Linked DNA regions of Canis lupus: region 1 is linked to region 2. The links are chromatin contacts, called in public Hi-C maps. All regions are on one chromosome and are shown on one strand. The core of a region is the stretch at or near the end of the contact, and the rest is flanking DNA. Distances in the headings are between cores, read along the strand shown. Region 1 holds the start of ZNF706 (zinc finger protein 706). Region 2 has its middle 91 kb from the start of YWHAZ.

The links. A called contact is a pair of places that touch in the nucleus more often than the background predicts.
Region 1: a contact with region 2 is called in a Hi-C map of blood, with 4 times the contacts expected there. The contact joins the promoter of ZNF706 here to the enhancer-like site in region 2. A contact is called at or near these places in 3 of 9 Hi-C or Micro-C datasets (amygdala and blood).

Annotation. Positions count from the first base shown.
Region 1 is chr13:3,107,249-3,111,191 of UU_Cfam_GSD_1.0, reverse strand. ZNF706 (zinc finger protein 706) reads left to right here and starts at 2,499. Exons shown (of 4, transcript XM_038555218.1): 1 at 2,499-2,625. The region is part of intron 1 of LOC119864266 (a long non-coding RNA gene); the gene reads right to left.
Region 2 is chr13:2,801,963-2,806,142 of UU_Cfam_GSD_1.0, reverse strand. No RefSeq gene overlaps it. Among named protein-coding and RNA genes, the nearest start is that of YWHAZ, 91 kb to the left of the region's middle. Within about 2 kb of position 1,737, at least 14 of the 20 cell types and tissues checked have an H3K27ac peak or open chromatin away from gene starts, as enhancers often do. A contact at or near this core is called in blood, where this site is marked.

The sequences.
Region 1 (3,943 bases), core at 1,250-3,749, 300 kb before region 2:
ATACGGTATTTAAATATGAAATGTCTATAAAACATTAAAGTGGAAATGGAAAATAGGCATTTGGATATACCAATTTAGAAATCAGAAGAGAGGGTTGAATTAGTAGGCGGATGTAGGGTCATCTGAAGTTCATTATTTAAAGCCACAAGAGTGAATGAGATTCCTTCGGGGAAAGAGTATAGAGAAAATGAGAGAATCGAGGTTGTAGCCCCGAGAAATGGCAACAAGAAGTTGATTAGAGGAATAAGAGCTAGAAAAGGAAACATTTTTGTTTTGAGTTTATTGTTGTCATTATTGCTATTATTGGTGTCAGTAGATGGAAGGACCTATGGGGCCAGGACCTCGCCTCTTTTAAACTCTAATGAACCTCTAAGCTAAGCACTTTACTATATTTAGATATTAACCTACATGCCACAGATAAATTGAAAGTGATTCAGAATAATCTGTTTGAGAAATAATATATTGACTATCAACTCTTTCACTCCTGAAAATCAGACATGAATACAAATAAATAAATCTTTTAGGTCTTTAGAGAAGCATTTTAACCTGGTTGTGATTTTGGCTTGAAAATAGGCATATGGGGGCATCCCTGGTGGCGCAGCGGTTTGGCGCCGCCTGCAGCCTGGGGTGTGATCCTGGAGACCCGGGATCGGGTCCCACCCACATCGGGCTCCCTGCATGGAGCCTGCTTCTCCCTCTGCCTGTGTCTCTGCCTCTCTCTCTGTCTATGAATAAATAAATAAAATCTTTAAAAAAAATAGGCATATGATTACTGTATATTAACCTCGAGTAATTGTCTAAAGGTAGAAGAGAACTAGTCAATAGAAATACTGCAGCATTCACAATTAAAACCAGCAATGTGTCTAAAAATCCTTCTAAGGTTTTCATATCCCAGTTGCTGTCACATTTCTATAGAATAAGTAGGACACCAGCTGGTAGTAATGCTAATTCATCCACTTTTCGTTTACTGTTCATCACTTCTCAGATGTTGAATCTTATCCATTCCTTTCTTCCCTTCATATTTCAAATGCCCTAACCAACATATAAAGTTACCATAATACCATATCCTGTAAGCAGCAGTTTTTACCAGGGGAGATTTTGACCCCCAGAGGACACTTGGAAAGATATGGACACATTTTTCATTTGTGACGACTGGAGATAGCATGATATTGGCATCAAAAGGTTACAGAGCAGGGGTATTGCCAAACATCCTACAATCCCTAGGACAGGCCCCCCAGAGCAACAAATTATCTAGCCCAAAGTGTCAGTGGTGCCAAGGTTGAGAAACTCTACCAATGGAGATAAATTTCTATGTATACGAACTTTCTGGGGGCAAAGTCCTTAGCTTTTACCATACCTAAAAGGTGGTATAATGCAGAATTTTAAGAAACACTAGCTTAAATGGATATTTCGTCTAGGCATCGGTAACAAGTGGCATAGTAATATCGCCTCACAGCAAAAATCCCCTCTCCAGGTAAGACTTATTTCAGCCTGCCAAATTTCTCTGTCCCTTTCCACTGCCCACTCTGATTCATGGCTAGACAAACGCAGCTCTTTGGATTTCCTGTCTTTAGGTTCTCTGAGTACCTCATCCCCCTCCTGTTAGCCAGGTTAACACAGTCATTATGGTTGTGGTGACTACTGACTAAGCTAGAGCTTCATGCTATGTCCAAAGTTTTGCTTTCTTTAGATACCTCCAGTTCATTTGGCCAACATCCATTTAATCAGTGCCTACCATGTTTAGCACACTGCTAGGCACTGAGCATATGGTGATGAAAATGAGCTTGCAGCTCAATATTGGAGAGGTATCGGTAAGATTTAAGAACGTCAATTTAAAACCAGGAGAGGGGCAGGCCCGGTGGCGCAGCGGTTTGGTGCCGCCTGCAGCCTGGGATGTGATCCTGGAGACCCCGGATCGAGTCCCACGTCGGGCTCCCTGCGTGGAGCCTGCTTCTCCCTGCCTGTGTCTCTGCCCCCTCTCTCCCTGTGTCTATGAATAAATAAATAAAATATCAAAAAAGAGTGTTTAAAAAAATAAAAATGATAAAACGGGGAGAGATATGAAAGTAAAGATGAGAGAGGCTGAAATGAGGATAAGGAAGGACTTATCAACCAGATCATTGTATGCTACCCAAATGCGACGAGCTGCTAGCTCCTTCCCGCTTATTTTGAACCATTCTGTCACGACTGTATCCCACTCCCCCGAGTTTATATTAAACTCGCTTCTCCTGGGTACTGACAGGCGAGTGGAGCGTGGACGCTATGGGCAAGGTGAGGACGCCAAACACAAAGGCTTCCCTTTTCCTCGTTACTAATAAATCTAATTAGAAACCAACGCGCGCGGTGGGGGGCGGGGCGGGGGAGAGGCGGCGTAAAGCCAAAGTCTAAAATGCCATTTCCAGATGATCAGCAGATCACAACCGCAATAGTTCTTAATCAGGTACTGGAGGTTGAGGTCGTGGCCTGTAAATCAAGACGCAAACAACAACCAAATTCAACTTAGCCATTTCCCCCAGTACTAGCAACTCTGCGCATTGGTAGTAGATGGCGGAGCCGGCCGGGGACCCAGCCAGCGGCGCCGAGGCAGTGCGGCTGGAATCCTCAACTCCCTAACCCCCCAGACTGGTAAAAATAACCGTGGTTTCCGTGGGAACCAGGCTGCGGGCCGGTGCGCGAAAGAACAAAGGCTGCGCGGCCGCGGCGGGGGCGGCGGGGGCGGCGGGGGCGGCGGGCGCGGCGGGGGCGGCGGGGGCGGCGGGCGCGGCGGGGGCGGCGGGCGCCCCGGGCCCCACGGTCTCCGGCGCCCGCGCAGCTCTCGGGGCCGGTCCCCGGGCCGCGGCACTGCAGGCGCCGGCGGGGCGGGAGGCGGGTGAGAAGGGACGCGGGGCCCGAGGCCCGGCCGCCGCCCCACCGAGGGAGCTGGCGAGCGACTTGCGAAACACGCCGCGGGCCGTCACCCAGCAGGACCGGCATCACGCGGCTCCCGCGCCGGCAGAAGCCGCCCAGAGAGCACGCGGCCGGGGCGGGGCGCCGGGGACACGGGGCGACGTCCCCCGCAGTTCCCGTCGCGCAGGGGCCGCCGGCGCCGCCAGGCCCCGCCCCCCGACGCTTATGTAACAGGGGCGCGCTGCCATTGGCCCGTGCGACCGGAAAGGGCGGCGGCGTGCGAGCAGGGGCGGGGCGGGGGAGGCGGCCGCAGCAGGAAGGCGAGTGGGCGGCGGGCGGGCGGGCGCTGGGGCGCCTGGGAGCGCTGCGCGGCGTGCGCGGGCACGAGCGTAGTGGCCTCCCCCGAGGCTGAGGCGGCGGCGGGCGCGCGCGGCGGCGGCGGCGGCGGCGGCGGGCGCGAGGCGCGGGCTGTTGTGCTCTCCTCTTCCCGTCCTCGGCGGGTGGAGGCGGCCGAAGCGGTGCTGGGCGCGCTCCCCCTCCTCTCCCTCCGGCCACCTCCCCGGCCGCCTCGCGCTGCGCGGTCTCCGACGCAAGCCTGTCCCGGCCCGGGTGAGCGGCTGCGGGGGCGGCGCTGACGCCGCAGGACGTCGGGGAGCCGGGTGGGGGCCTGGCGGCGGGGTCGCGGCGGGTCGCGAGGGGCCGCCGGCCTCCGGGCCTTCCAGGCGGCGGCGGGGCCGGGCCGGGCCGGCCCTGTGCGGGCGCGGGGGCGGGCGCGGGCGCGGGCGCGGGCGCGGGCGCGGCGGCGGGGAGCTCGGCGCCTGCCGGGCCCTGCAGGTGGCGGGGTGCAGGCCGCCCGCGGCAGCCGAGCGCGGCGGTAACCTTACCCCGTGGCGGCCGCCGCCGCTGGGCTTCTGGAGCCGGGGCCGGAGGGGCCGGGTTTCGGCAGCCGAAGCCCGGGAGGCGCGCCTCGGGCCGGGGTCTGTGGGAAGCGGCGGGTAGGTGGGGGCTGTGTGGCGGCTGAGGAGGGGTGAGGACGGGGCTCCCCGCCCGGGGCCGG
Region 2 (4,180 bases), core at 488-2,987:
AAAAGAGCCATGAACAATTCCACCAACTGGAACAGGGTAGGAGCCACCGCTGAAGGATAGAGCTTACGACTCGTCACCTCTCCTTCCTTCCTTCCTTCCTTCCTTCCTTCCTTCCTTCCTTCCTTCCTTCCTTCCTTCCTTTCTCTCCTTTGCCCAACTACCTTCATTCTTGGCTTTCCTTGTCCTCTGATGGAACAAGGAAGCCTGAAACCATTTGTTTTACTAATTATCAGCATCCTCTGGATTAAAATGAGCCAGAAGGGCTTTAGGATCCAAGTAAAATAATAAATATAAACTGCTTTACAAAATCATACAAAAGTAAGGAGTTAAAGAAAAATGAGGAGTTGCCAATATTGTGAATGTGTTGTCATGACCGACGCCTGATCTCTTGACCACTCTGTCCTCGAGCTGTTTGCTTAATGTTGTAAGGACTGAAGTGTGATGCTGATATTAGCTAACGTGGGTTGGTAGCTTACGTCACTTATTCCCCCTATGAACTAAGTAGCATTATCCCCACTTTACAGACTAGAGAACTGAGGCCTGGAGAGTTTATGTAACCTGTCTAAATTAAACAGAGAAGGGTTTGAACTGGAGGCATTGTCACTTTGGTCCCCAGCTTTTAACCATTATTGAGCCATGACGGTGTGCCAGGAGCTATGTGAAGCAGGTGATGAAAATTAACTTACTGAATCTTCACAAATCTATGGAATGAATACTGTGATTGTTCATAACTGAGCCAGAGATTACCTGTCTCCTGCCACAAGGTCACAGAACTAATAGATATTGGGGCTCAGGTTCACCCCAGGGATTCTTACTATACAGTACACACGTTTAACTCTTGCACTGAAATGATAGGCTTTAAGGAGCTGCATAAATCAGCTTCCAAATAACCATTGGGGTGGGCATTCATTTAAGGTGATTTCTGTTATTGGAGGACTTGAGCTATTTTTTTTAAGGTTCAAAATCTCATCCGTGGTGAATAATTTCATCAGCCTTCTCACATCATCCATGATCATGCATTGGCTGCAACAGACATCCACTATATACCTTCATAGAAAGCACTGGACGTGGTGCTGTAGGGGCTGCAAAGATGAACAGGAGCAGTCTGTACCCTCCGGGAGTGTCTGTCCAAGCTGGCAGACAGACACGTGCAGGAAAGCACCATAGAGAGGATGCTTCGGTGGCTCAGCAGTTGAGCACCTGCCTTTGGCTCAGGTCATGATCCTGGGGTCCCAGGATCGAGTCCCACATCGAGCTCCCTGCAGGGAGCCTGCTTCTCCCTCTGCCTATGTCTCTGCCCCTCTCTCTGTGTCTCTCATGAATAAATAGGCAAAATCTTAAAAAAAAAAAAAAAAAAAAAGGAAAGTACCATAGAAAACAGATTGGTGAGATGCCTTGACAATATGTATAGGAGTCTGGAGAGAATTCTGTGGCATTTGCTGGCTGTGGGGTTCCCTGGTCCCCCAGCAGATGGGGGGCAGGTGTGGCGGGTGGGAGGGTTTTAAGTGGCGCCTGCAGCCAGGGGACAGATGCAGGGCTGAGCTGTTACTCAGCCCACTAGCTCCTCTGCTGGTTCCAATCTGTAAGAAAGGATGATTTGGTCTTTGCATCCAGCTGGTCACATGTCACAGGCAGCTCTGTTTTCCCTGCCCATGCCTTCCCTGCCCAGGGCATGGGCAAATTTCAGAACCGGGAGGTTCTGTGTGGTCACACAAGAACAGACCCTTCTCTCAGCATTTCTGGCCCTGTCGTGGGGGCATACAGCCCTTGGGACACCCTTCCCCCACCCATTTCCCAACTGATGATTAACTGTAGCTGAGGACCCAGCATTACATAAGAGGATTATGAAACTGTAACTGGGAGGTAGGTGCTGTGTGTATATAAATAGACACAAACCTCATTGCTGTGCTACTTTAAGACTCAGAGACATCTAGTGGCAGAAAATTATATCTGCAGGCCTAGCAGTTTCTCTCCAAATAAGTGACTTTTAAGAAGTTCTAATTTGTGAAACTTTTGTACATACCCAAATTGGAAAACTTGCATTAAACTACTTTGAAAGAAAAGGAATGTACAGGATTTTCCCTTGTAAGAGTACAGTATTGTCTTTCATTAAAAAGTGCCATATGCCTGCCTGAAGCCTGTTCTCCCCAAAGTTTTATTATTTATTTTTTTTAAGATTTTATTCCTGAGAGACACACAGAGAGTCAGAGACACAGGCAGAGGGAGAAGCAGTAACTTCGATATGGGACTCGATCCTGGGACCCCGGGATCATGCCTTAGGCGAAAGGCAGATGGTCAACCACTGAGCCACCCAGGCGTCCCTCCCCAAAGTTTTAAATGCACATGATTGTGTACAGTGTGTGAAAGAGAAAATTAGGATAGAATGAATCTAACATCCTCTACACACCCGTCACAATGCTGAACTTTTCTTTTTTTTAATGCTGAACTTTTCTGAAGTGATTATGTTTTGTACCAACTTCATAATTACTACCAAATTAGCCTTACAGATGAACCTACATAGCTTGAGCATCTATTAAGCCGAGTATTTAGGAGAATAGGCAATGAGGAAGCTTCCCCACAATACAGACTAGAAAATAAGTTTCCTTGGCTGGAGGGGAAATAACCCTGCAAGAGAAACAATTTAAGGATGGGCATTGGTGGGTCCCCAAGAGACCACAGGCTGAGACCCGGGGAGACTCTGAGATATGCTGTGGAAAGCCAGAGTGAAAGCAGCAGTGGGACTGGTGTTATGCTTCCCTGGCAGCGCCCCGAGGAAGTGGCAAGACTAGAGAAAAAGTGGCTGCACGCCTGACCTGACAGGTGGGGCTTACGCAGCCTCCCAGACTTTCCCATGCCCCAGAGTAACACAAAAACCGCATAGAAATGTGTGGATAGCATAGAAGTAGAAGGCTCACCAAACCTCTTGAATTGCTGACTGAGAACAAAGCGGGGCACGGGGTGGCCTGGCAGCTGCCCACGTGGCCAGATGACATCCCACCGACCAGCAGCACCTCGATAGCAGGAGACTCTCCATTACTCAGATACCAGACTGGGGAAAGAGGTGGAGGAGTAAATCCCACACTGGGCGACCCTATGTTTTGCCACCCCAGTGGGATGGAGATGCAAAATAGATATTAAATCGAGCTATAGAAAATGACAAAAGTATTTGGTACCTGTAATTGTGGACTGAGATGTATGTTACATACTGGCTGTGTATTTATAGAACAAAATAGAACGTTTAGATATAACTATAGGATATTTGGAAGAAAACTATTTCTCTTGATAGTAGCTTAAACACACACACACGCATGCACGCATGCACACGCACGCACACACACACACACACACTTGTGTATTAGTCAAGATCCCTGCTGGAAACAGATGGTACACTCAAAATGAGCAATTTACAAAGTTATGGGGAGAATTCCCAGAAACAAGTAAGCGATCACACAGAACCCGGGGGTTGACCAAAGCGAGAAACTTTATAGCACTACACTTGATGGGGAATGAGGGGGGTATACAGAGGGGATGATGGCTGCCTGGACAGGGCCTCCAAACAGGAGCTGTGGAATTTGCTAGAAGGACACAGTCTACAGCCTGCAGCATATCCTTGGCATTGGTTCAGGGAAGGAACTTGGGGAATATATCCTGATCTCATGCTTCCACTCTCTGATCTTTGCCAGTGCACCCCCATTTGGAAAACCCAGGCAGTGGCCAATAGGCCCAGGAAGTCATCAGTGGTGCCCACGTGGGTCTGCCTCCCCAGGCACAGAAAAGAAAGGAAAAGGGAGAAAGTGGAGTTAGTGGGGCAAATGGAAGGCCCAGCATTAGGGGCTTTGTTCAAACCTTGTCACATAAAATATCTGTTTGTATCTCACCACTGCACCTCCCCACACTTTCTCCTTTTCCCCTCTTCTTTCTCTCTCTCACACACATGCTGGCCATTCATTCGTTTCTTGCTCATTGTTATTCAATGTATAACCTGATTTTTTCTGATTATAAAATATGTATTCATTTTTTAAAATACATAAAGTTATAAAGAAGAAAGTAACTCATCTTAATTGCACCACACAGAGATAGCCATTGCTAATGTTTTGATCTATATCCCTCTATACATCTTTTCTTTTCTTTCTTTTTTATCCTCACTTGGTTTTTACTATCATTTCTACTTTTTAAAATT